Linked DNA regions of Mus musculus: region 1 is linked to region 2. The links are chromatin contacts, called in public Hi-C maps. All regions are on one chromosome and are shown on one strand. The core of a region is the stretch at or near the end of the contact, and the rest is flanking DNA. Distances in the headings are between cores, read along the strand shown. Region 1 has its middle 24 kb from the start of Colec10. Region 2 has its middle 170 kb from the start of Samd12.

Region 1 (5,824 bases), core at 936-3,435, 320 kb before region 2:
CGGGTTTAGTGGCAGTCATTTTACTCTCCTCCCAATAGTGTGCAGTTATCAGAGATTAAGTCACTTAAAAACTTATCAAAACTTTTTATGTTTTGTCAGTGTGACAAAATAATCAGGATAAATCAGCTTAAAGGTGGGAGGGCTTACAGTTTCAGAAGTTAGTTCAGAGTTGGATAACTCCATTGTTTTGTGTCTATGGCAAAGACAGAGATACCATACAAAGGAAAGCAGCTTACTTCATGGCAGCCAGGGAACAGAGACCACTAGGGAGTAAGGGACTAGGGACAAAATATACCATTCCAGAGTTTGTTTTCCTCCAATGCCTACTCTTCCAGGCTTCACTAGTCCTCACTTGAATTATACCACCTACCAAAAATACCATCATATTATGTCTCTATCAGCTGCTTAAATCAGAGACCCCATGATGTAATCATTTTCTTAAAACTTCACTCCTGAGCAGGCACTAAGGACCAGGACTTCCACATATAAGCTTGATCCAACTTATAACAAGAACCTACTAAGTTTTGTGAATTTGCATAAAACTTAGAAATTGTAGGATGAGATGTAATCTTTGAACTCTCTTAATTGAAAAATTTTCAAAAGAAATAAAAACTTTTAAAATTATGCTATTCTGCTTTATTAAATTAATATGTTTAAAATAATTTCTTTCTTTGATGGGTGAGCACCTGAATTTTGCACATGATTATGCAGAATGATGGCTTTTACCTGATGGGTAATGGGTACCCACAAGGGGATGTAGAAAAAAAATGGATTAAATTTGTTCAAACTAGAATTTGTCTTGAAAATCAATTTTCCTAACATCCATGAGAAAAGCTTATTTTCTTAGTTTCTCTAAATAAAAAAAAGGCAGCTCAAACTTCATTTATTTTTATTATTGCTGAGAACTGTGGTTTTCTTAATTAGGTTGTTTTTAACAGTAATTGATACGATACCCTTGGCAATGAACATTTAAAACCATTTGCTTCATCCTATTAGATTTTAGGTTCTTTTTACAGTAAAATTCAGGAAATTGGGAGCTTCTGTAATAGAAAATAACAATAACAAAAATATTCTGTGATAGTTCATAGAATATCCCCTTATTATTATTTCAAATCAACTGATAAAAATGTTTCTTCCCTTACACATGCATACAAATACACATTCTGTGAAAGGGTCCCCTCCTTGGTAAATGTGCATTACCGTTTGGAGATAGTGCACACTCATATCCATGTGTTCACACGCCACCAATGATGAGAATAATACCTTTGAATAATGTTGAAGGTAAGAAGGCTTAGTTATTTAGGTGAGATAAACCTAAATACAAGGGTTTTCCAAGGTCTGCACTTCCCAAGGCGCCAAAGCTCTCTCAGCTGAGTTCTATGCATGACCATTCATTTCAGATGAAAGCCAAAACTATTTGATTCCTAAATAGACAGTAGAAAGCTGGTATCCATTTTAAGTTTTTTTTCCTTCGATCTGTTAATCAAGGTATCTATCATATTTTAAGAGAATCAAAAGAAATTAAGGTAAAAGTTACAATCATTTGGATATGCATGTCATCTTTTTTCACCTTTGGAAGAATTCTAAAATCTCCAGCTTCCGCACAGAGAGTAGACATATGGGAAGTAACACTCGAACTTTGTACTGTTTCTTTTAAGAGGCATCACAGGAGGAGATAGCATGGGCACAATAAAATATGGACAAAGTAAGTGCTGAAAATACTTTTTTGGATGATAAATTCATGTCAAGAATTTCCAATTTACTGTACATCTATGGGCTCATGATCGCCAGCATTAATCATGGTCTTCTTGCTACAGTCCATTATAACCTGTACAGAATATCCAATGTGAGAGAAGCAAGACGCAAAGGCAGGTTGCTAGGATGAATGTTGTCAATTCCAAACAAAGATGAGTGACACACATTGGGTAGGATAAATCCACAAATAGCCTAGAGCCAGACATCAGACATTATTTGAGGTGACAACCTTCAGATTAACTAAAAGAGACAGGAAAAAGAGAGAGAGAGATGGAGACAGACATGAAGTTAACACGGCACGGCTGCATGATTCATTTCCACAGAAATCAACGTTGAGATGACATTTTTCCTCCTTCAGAACCAATAAGGAGCCTCCTGTAATTAAGCAAACTTTCTCTCTGCTATCAAAATAAACTGTTAAGCCACAGAATCGCTCGTGACACATCTACCCCTCAGCCAAAGCTATAGTATTTTAATCTAACTGCAATGCAAAGATGTGTGAGTCAGCCTACCGTAAGCTTTCAGCAAATAGTATGTGTCATTGGAAATAACTTCGGCTTTTCCAAAGACCATAGATTTATTCTGTAGGAGTTTTAGAAACAAGCAACAATAATTTTAGCTAAAGCAATTCCCCATGTTCACTAAACCATAACCGTCTGAAACTAGTTATTTCTAGAATTACACAGAACTAAAATAGCAAACATGTAAACAAGGCTATGGGATAGAATTCATCAAATGAGAGGAAAATATGTTTAGAATTTTAAGGTATAAAATATCACATCTGTTAAGTATTTATACATGTCCAATTTAAGTGCATACTTCAAATACGAATTAAAAACATTCTCTATAAATAGAAATCCAATTTGCTGTGTGTGCAGATTGAGTAGTACAAGCAAGTCTTCCTAGATATCAGTTTTCTCTCTGTGTAAGCAGTCAAAAGTAATTGACCTTTGGACTTCTCATTAAAACTCAGGATTGGAGGCTGAAGAGAAAAGAAGCTTGGTCTATTCATGCCATGAAGCAAGGTTATAGCCAGTCTAATTCTTTTGTTTCACTGCTCACTTGTGTCAACATGACTTGATGGCCCTACAGTTTCAACTAGTAGCACAGAAAGCAGAGTTAAACACAATGTCCATGGCATGCTAAAGCATTGTATAAATACAATATTTATGTATAGGTAGACTCTTTGTTTGTATGTAGCTAATAAACTGTAACATAAATGGGACTGGCTTCTGCTGAACATTGAAATGGATGGATGGATAGTTTGTATGTAGCTAATAAAATGTAACATAAGTGGCACTGGCTTCTGCTGAACATTGAAATGGATGGATGGTCCTCTGGTCACATAACATTTTGTTATGTGATCAGTACTAATGCCAAAAGCAAACGTCAGGAACTGATATTCTCTGTGTTGCTCATCTCTCTTGTTCTTTGAAAAATTTTCAGAGAATACTTATTTTATCAGGAAGTTGAGACTAATATGTGAGTGGTATGTAATACGTTTTTGGAATACATAAATTGTGGAAGTCTCTTAAGAATCCTGCTAATATCACATGATTTTAAAATATATAAATTATTTCCCCTATTTTGTAGAGGATAGACAAGACAACTGGCTGAGGCAGGAGAGATTGCTTAGGGCTTAACAACATTTGTTGCCCAGCCTAGGGAATGGAGTTCAAATTTCCAGCATCATGTAATGATGATGGCTTGGTTGCACGCACCTATAACACCAAACTTCAGCAGGTAGGGGCCAAGGAATTGCTATGCCTTCCAACCGCACTTCAGGTTCAGTGAGAGACCCTGTCTCAAAAGAATAAGGGGAATAGTGGTAGACATGCACACACAGCTGTACACATTTGCTCACATAGAAGCAAAAACACAACGCTCAATCACAGAAACCATAAAATAGAATAAAGATAAAGTTAGCACCATGGAACAAATAGCTCTGAGGCATGGCTGGGATGGAGCTCAGAAGCCAGAACCCTTCAGCTGTGTTTTCTTAGTTATAAGACAGCTTCATTATTCTCTCATATAATTCATATGCTCTGTGGAAAACACAGTGAACAGAGACCAGCAATTCTCATTGAAGATCTCCAACCAAGTGTCAGATGCATACTGATGTCTTTCTGGCAAAGACAGGATCTCGTACAATCTGTACAGTCTTGCTTCTATTCACAATAGAATACCACCTTCTTATTTCTATTGAAAATGTTTACAGCCTTTTGTGTCTACTTTCTTATGAGAACCCAAGTTGCCCATTTTTAAAACTTTTTTTTTGCAATTAAAATATAGACCTTGACACTCAACATAAATTGCACACTGGAATTAGTATGAAAATAAGAACATATACATTTTCTTCCAAGGTAGAACATATTTTTAGTGGGGAGAATAAGGGTGGTACAATTTGTTATTTCAAGGGGTCAGACAGCAGGAGTACAATTGAATTATTCTTAACAAATGCAGATATATATCTCCATATCTCCATACCTCTAAGTTCTAAAATAAAAAATAATAAATTTTCGTACATTTGTCTTAGGTAGGGTTCCATTGCTGTAAAGAAAGACACCATGACCATGGCAATTCTTATAGAAGAATTTTTTTCTTCTTTTTTCTTGGATATTTTCTTTATTTACATTTACATTTCAATTGTTACCCCTTTTCTGGTTCCCTCCTATGACAACCCCCATCCCATTCTCCCACCCCCTGCTTTTATGAGGGTGTTTCCCCACCCACCCTCCCACTCCCTCCTTCCTGGTCTGGAATTCCTTTACACTGGGACATTGAGCCTTCACAGGACCAAGGGCTTCTTCTCCCATTGACGCCCAATAAGACCATCCGCTGCTACATATGTGGCTGGAGCATGGGTCCATCCATGTGTACTCTTTGGTTGGTGGTTTATTTCCTGGGATCTCTGATGGAGGGGTGGGGGGGAGCTGGTTGGTTGATATTGTTCTTCCTATGGGATTGCAAACCCCTTCAGTTCCTTCATTCCTTTCTCTAACTTCTCCATTGGGACCCTTTGCTCAGTCCAATGCTTGGCTGTGAGCAGCCACCTCTGTATTTGTCAGACTCGGGCAGAGCCTTTCATGAGACAGCTATATCAGACTTCTGTCAGCAAGTACTTCTGGGCATCCACAATAGTGTCTGGGTTTGGTGACTGTATATGGGATGGATCCCCAGGTGGGACAGTCTCTGGATGGTCTTTCCTTCAGTCTGTGCTCCATACTTTGTCTCCATATTTCCTCCCATGAGTACTTTGTTCCCCCTTCTAAGAAGGTCCCAAGCATAAGATATCCAATATAAATAAATAAATAAATAAATATTAACTTAGGACATCACTTAGTGTCTCTCTCTCTCTTTCTCTGTGTGTGTGTGTGTTTCTCTCCACACATTGGTATGTGTATGTGTTTGTGTGTGTGTGAGCATGTGCATCTGTGTGTGATTTCTATTATATGTATATTTTAAAATGTCTATTTCAGTGAAAAATATAATTCAGGTTTTAAAAGACTTAAAATCAAATCCAGAACTTTAAAAATGCAATTTATCAAATCATTTTATACATAATTTTATTCAGTAGAAATTCAAGAATCTATTTTTTTTCATATTTTAACACAGCAAGGGTATTCCTATGCCTTTACTTCCTCCAAATCTTCCCATATAACTCTTGCACTCTACTTCAAATTCAATTCACTTTTTCTTTAGAGGTTCATTGCATATATATGGCTATATTAATTCATATATATACATATATACATATGTATATATATATTCCTAAATATAACCTGTTTGATATATATTTTTTAAATGAAAATATTTAATTGGGGCTGGCTTACAGTTTCAGGGATTCAGTTCATTGTTATTATAGCAGAAAGCATGGCAGCCTGTAGGCAGACATGGTGCTCGAGCAGGACCTGAGAGTTCTACATCTTGATCTAAAGGCAATCAGGAGGAGAGAGTTTTCAGCAGGCAGCCACGACAAGTTTCTGGATCACACTGCCTGGACTTAATATATCTATGAAGCCTCAAAGCCCTACCTGCACAGTGACACACTTCCCCTACCAAGGCCACA
Region 2 (5,798 bases), core at 2,645-5,144:
AGAGTGAACATTACAAAAAAATTAATATGGCTAATGTTACTTATTAAAGCAATACAGATGTATGATCTATGATGGCCAGCATATTAATGATGAGTTTTTCTACCAGTGAAAGATGTTTAGCTATTTGAAATCACTGTACCGTGTTATAGGATAAAGGAAAGATGGAATCTAAGAATATGGAGGAAAAAACATGGGATAAAAAATCATGTTCACACAAAGATGCCTGGCTCCATCTTTGTTCTCAGACATGTGGACAGTTGGTAGCCATCATGCAAGGGATGGAAGGTACACATAATAAATTAATTATGACTTCCAGGCTCATTACAGATGAACGCAATGTCAAGTAAATGCCAATGCGTACTCTGAAATAACTGTGGTGTATCTAAATATCTTAGGGAATAAGGTTTACAATTTTGGAATCACAGCAGTGTATTAAGATAGGTCTAGTTAGGTTGGAGCCAAGTGGAACAGACATTTCTGAATATGTAATTCTAGGTCTGCCCTGCAGCTAGTGACTTGGTTATGAACCTCTTAATGTTGATGACCTTATGAGAAAATGGACCCACTACGAACAATGAATTAGATGGAACAGTCCACATGGTGGGTGGTTCTTCCCTGGTGAGAGAGGTCTATAGAAGTAACAGGGAATAAGGTCATTTTGCCCTATAAGAAAGACAGGTCTTTGGCCTCTATTCATACTATGGGATCCAGATTGGCCTTTTTCAGTCAGTGAAAAGAAACCAAGCTCAACAACTGTGCTGGTGTGCTGCTATTCCCATAAGGCATACATACCCCTTAGGATCAATCTTGACAAGGAGGCGGAGGCTTGTTATCTGATGTGGAGGTGTTTGGAGACTGACTTGTAGATATTTGACTTGATTATCTTTGGGAGGTCTTAAGCCTATCCTGAGGTAGTAAAATAAAATTATACATGTATCTTTAGATACAAAATTTATGTCCCTTTCTACATTTTTAAATGAACTATTTTCCTGTAATTTTATAGAGTAAGAAGTCTTTCCTTCTCATAAGTATCATAGATTTCATAATTCTCAACACTGAGTATTAAACGAGTAAGTTAACTGTTAAGACCAATGTAAAAAGTATGTGTCTATATGAACACAGAAGATGGCATGACTCAGAGGCATTGAGCTGAGCAGGTATAGCAGCCTTGCATTCCAGGGCTTAAGCTTTGATCTCTCTAAACGACACTCTGTGTTCAAAACATGATTGAGCTCCAACTTTGCTTTTGTGACGCCTTTTGATTCTGGTAATCGGAGCATTGGTATTGCACAAAGATATTCAGGGGTTCCAGGAACAGCTGTGAGTGTGAGAAAGGAAATGTTAAGTTGGTGAGAAAACTAGTTGTTAATTGTTTCAGACTGTCCGTTCTTATTCCCACCACTGCAGCAGTACATTCAGAAAACCTTAATATCCTGCTCTTCCCAGGGCCAGTTGATTTGCTTGATGGTTTTCTATCAATGACTATTCAATAGAACTGGGATGAGTAGTTGGAAACAGCAAGAGATACAGAGACATGGCTTGAAACCTACCCCAACAGTAGGGAGTGTAGAGAAAGCAGCCTGAACACAACTGAGGGAGAGAGTCACCAAATTGTCCCCTTTTCAGTGCAGTGCATAACCGTATTTCTCTATGTTCTTGGCAGTTAGCATATGTTGGATTTGACCATCTGAACATAAATTGCAGTGGTATGGCTTATGTAAAGGCCTATCCATGCAATTGTCACGCATTCTCACATGCCCAAATTTTCATCTTCTATCTACAACTGGATGTACTGGGGCAACTTTGAACCAATGGCATAACAATAGACTCAAGACAATGAGTCTCTGAGCTTCTAATTGCTGAACCACCTCACTTCTGATCAGGAATTTGGCATAGCACCGCTGATTATTTTAACTGGGTTAAGACATGGTGGCTGAACTTTGGTACTCTAGCACAGTCAAGCCCACTGTGGTTAGTAAGTGTAATAAATGTAACAGCATCGTCTACCTACCCTGATTGACCTATGGAAAACCACTTTTTAAATTGTTTTTTTTTTAATTTTGATTTTAGTTTATATGTATGAGTGTTTTGCCTAGATGTATGCCTGTGCACTACATGGAAGACTAGAGCTCTTGCAGGCCAGAAGAGGGCATCAGATAGATGCCTGTCACTGAAGCCACCATGTGAATACTGGGAATCAAACACAAGCTCCCTAGAAGAGCGGCCACTGTTCTTAATGTCTTGGTCATGTCTCTAGCCATGGGAAGACCATTTTAACAGGACTCGCTCAGCCTGAGAAAGTTATTCCTGGTTACTTTTATGGCAAGAAAAGAAAAAAACAGTATTTATTAGAGAATAGTACTAGAGTAATCCTTTTACATTTTCAGAATTTTTGTTTTCAATTTTATTTATGTTTTGGGGTGTGTGTGTGTGTGTGTGTGTGTGTGTGTGTGTGTGTTTTATACCTGTGTATACAGGTGTATGTACACCTGAAGTCAACACTTGGCATCTTTCTCCATCATTTCTACCTCTTATACCTCTTATTTTGGAGGTACCATCTTTTCCTGAAACTGGAGCTGTTTTATGGTTTTGCCAGGTAATCAGCAAACCCAGGATTTCCCCTCTGCACATGCCCAGCACTGGGACTTCAGACACCCAGTGTAGTACCAGGTTTTTACGTGATTGCTGGTACCTCACCACAGGACTTTATGGTTGCACAGTAAGAACATTGTCAACTGGCTATCTGCCCACCTCTCGTCTATGTAATATTTATAAACAATGCCTTGTTTTGCTTCAAAAATAAAATAAGCATAAATATAAGAAAAAGTAATTAGCTAATTGCTTCATTACATTATTGCAGTTTTTAGAGGAAAAACATACCCACATATTGCTCTAATAAATTGATAATAATAAAGTCGTAGTTTCCATTTCTATTTCAACCTATACACATTTTTAATATTTTCTCAAAATTAATTTTCTTCATATATGTATGTTAAATAAACAACATAGGGATTTTATTTTGTCCATCTGTTCTGTGATATTTTGTTGGAGGAAAATTATCAACTTTACTGACACAAAATTTTTATAGTAAATAAGATATATATAAATGTTAGAAAAAATCAACACTTAAGGCCAAAACTGGTAAAGTTTTATTAAAACTACATTTTGCAGTAGATTCTTTTTTAAAAATCACATCATGTTCACATAATCATTTATTTAGTTTTAATTCTATCACTTCTCAATATTTTGAGAGTAAACATTTTCCTTGAAAATACTTGTAGCAGAAATCTTACTGTAAGCTCCTTTTACATTCGGTAAACTTAATCTTATGTTTAGCTTATGCTTGAGAGCCACCGTGTAGATCTAGGAGAAACAGACCAGAGCCTTCAGGCATCCTGCTTACATTTCTTCTCACAGTGTAGACCTGGCATCTTGATTATTTCTCTTGGTTTCTTCCCTTTTTGTGTACTTGCACAGTGCGTTCCTCTCACACACTGAGTAAGCGCCACAGCTCTGCTCATGCATCACTCTTCAACTGTTTATTATAGCGAGTTTAGCTGTGTTATGGCATGCCAGGACATCAATTCTGGATGTTTGTAAATATTTTCCTTCTGCTTTCTCATGCCTATGCCTGTATAGCAGGACAAAAAAAAAAAAATGAAATTTAGAAAACAAAACCCACATAGCTATTTCTTTGTCTGAAAGATATTGCTTAAATGCAGAGATGTGTAACATCATGGGAATTCGAAGTCTGGATTGATCCTGAAGGAAGCTTGAAGGATTCTGAACCATAAAGCATCCCCTGTTGAAAAAGAAGGCAATAGATGAGCCCACATGAGTTAGAGGCCAGCTCTGCAGCTGGGGGTTTCCTCGATTAACATCCACGAAGAATCCTGTCTTCAAGAGGAAATGACTAAGCGTGCTCATTTGAAGCGTGCCTGCATATTCTCGAAACTCAACTGACGCTGATGTCACAGCAAATGCCCAGAAATTAGAACAGAAAAAGTAGGTTTATGTGCTTGTTTGTTTGGTTCGTTGGTTGGTTGGGTTTTTTATGATGTTTGGTGGGTTTGGTTTCTGTTTCCTTGTTGTTGTTTTGTTTGTTTGTTTCATATCCAATACATGAATTTCTGGGCAAGATAAATATTCAAAGGCTGATTAAATTTTATTCATTTCCATTAGTTTTTTTTTTCTTTAATTTTCTGTGAATGTTGATGCTCAGATTGTACTTCTAGTAAAGTGTTCTCACCACCTAGTCTCTGTCTGTCCTGGTCACCGAGGACACATCTGTTCCAGCTCTTCTCCATGTGGCTGGATAAGCATCTACCCCAGGTCCTGAGACAGAAGGTAAACCTTCCACAGGAAACAGGATCAGCAGAGGCCTCAGGGGGCTGCTAGCACTTCTATTTATGTTTTTGTGATTTAATCTATAGTTTCATCAAATCGCTGCACATATTTCTGTCACCGTGTTATTCCATGGCAACTGCAGTTTCAATATTTCCCTGAGAAAAATAACATTTCGTAAATCCAGTTTTTATGACGCATATGACATCTCTCTAACAAGGGACGGTGGCTGTTTTCCCTCAGCCAAGCCCTGTTCCCATACAGTTCCCATACATACTAACCCAAACATGGACAGAGACAAAATTTACCTCCTGCTCAGATAAAACAAAACAAAACAAAATAAAACAAAAGCAACAAATAATAACAGCAGCAGCCCTGAGAAATGGAGCTGACCTCTTGTTTCCATTCTAGTGGTTCTCAGCATCCCTAATGTTGTGACCCTTTAATACAGCCCCTCATGTTGTGGTGACGCTCAGCCACGTTACTACTCCATAACTGTAACTTTTGCTACTGTTAAGAATTGTGATGGAAATCTCTGTGTTTTCCTGTAGTCTTAGGTAACACCCGTGATAAGGTCACACCACCTCCAAAGGGGTTGTGATTCACATGTTGAAAACGCCGATTTAGACTATCTACGTATCCCAAAGTCGTCATTTATCTTCAAGAAAATGAAAATAAAAACAAGTAGTTGGATAAAGGAGAATGACCCAACAAGATGAGCTGTGATAGTAAAGACTTGGCTGGGGTGGGCTCGGGGTTAGGGGACCCCTGGGACACATGATAACAACGTTAAAAAAAAAGCTACAATACAGAGCTTCAACCGTGTGATGGGAGTCGAGCTGTTGTTGTATAGAATCCCTAACTCTTCCAAGACTGGGAATTTCACTTTTGAATTTCTTCTGGTTCCCAAAAACCCGACCCAGGCACGTTCCAACCTCAGTCAATCCTCCTGAAAATACAACACTCAGTCAGGGGTTTCCAGCCTGACAAAAACCGTCATTTTTGCATGCCAACTCCTTAACTGTGATTATATTGATCCATGTGCCCGTGAATCAAAGCTCAGCATAGGCCCAAGACCTTGAGCCGTTCACCTCATAGCTCATTTTGACAGACTTACTTAAGGAGGTGTTTTGTTTTGTTTTAACTGAGCTTTGTTGCCTTTTCCAGCTAAGAATATCCTCAACTTCAAGGCCAAATTCACAGGCTTCTACAGTGGGTCCTGGAATTCATCTCCATGTAAATCAGCCTCGCTGCCAAGGCATGGACTCCGCAAGCCTCCCTGGTAAAGACCGGCTCCTGGTGTTAAGTGCCTACTGCCAAAACGCAGTGTGGTGTGACTGCCATCTGCTGGCAGGGCTCTGGCATTACAGAATGGGCTACCATGAACTTTCTTGGCTGAAGCACTCCTTTGCAAAACATAAGCTTTTTCTGGAGAAATAAAAGACCCAGTTTGA

What was found. Hi-C and Micro-C count contacts between places; a contact is called where the count stands out from the background.
Region 1: a contact with region 2 is called in a Hi-C map of embryonic fibroblasts, with 3 times the contacts expected there. The contact joins two enhancer-like sites. A contact is called at or near these places in 3 of 484 Hi-C or Micro-C datasets (cumulus cells, embryonic fibroblasts and embryonic stem cells).

Annotation. Positions count from the first base shown.
Region 1 is chr15:54,383,437-54,389,260 of GRCm38.p6, reverse strand. No RefSeq gene overlaps it. Among named protein-coding and RNA genes, the nearest start is that of Colec10, 24 kb to the left of the region's middle. Within about 2 kb of position 2,185, at least 28 of the 459 cell types and tissues checked have an H3K27ac peak or open chromatin away from gene starts, as enhancers often do. A contact at or near this core is called in embryonic fibroblasts, where this site is marked.
Region 2 is chr15:54,070,062-54,075,859 of GRCm38.p6, reverse strand. No RefSeq gene overlaps it. Among named protein-coding and RNA genes, the nearest start is that of Samd12, 170 kb to the right of the region's middle. Within about 2 kb of position 3,894, at least 24 of the 459 cell types and tissues checked have an H3K27ac peak or open chromatin away from gene starts, as enhancers often do. A contact at or near this core is called in embryonic fibroblasts, where this site is marked.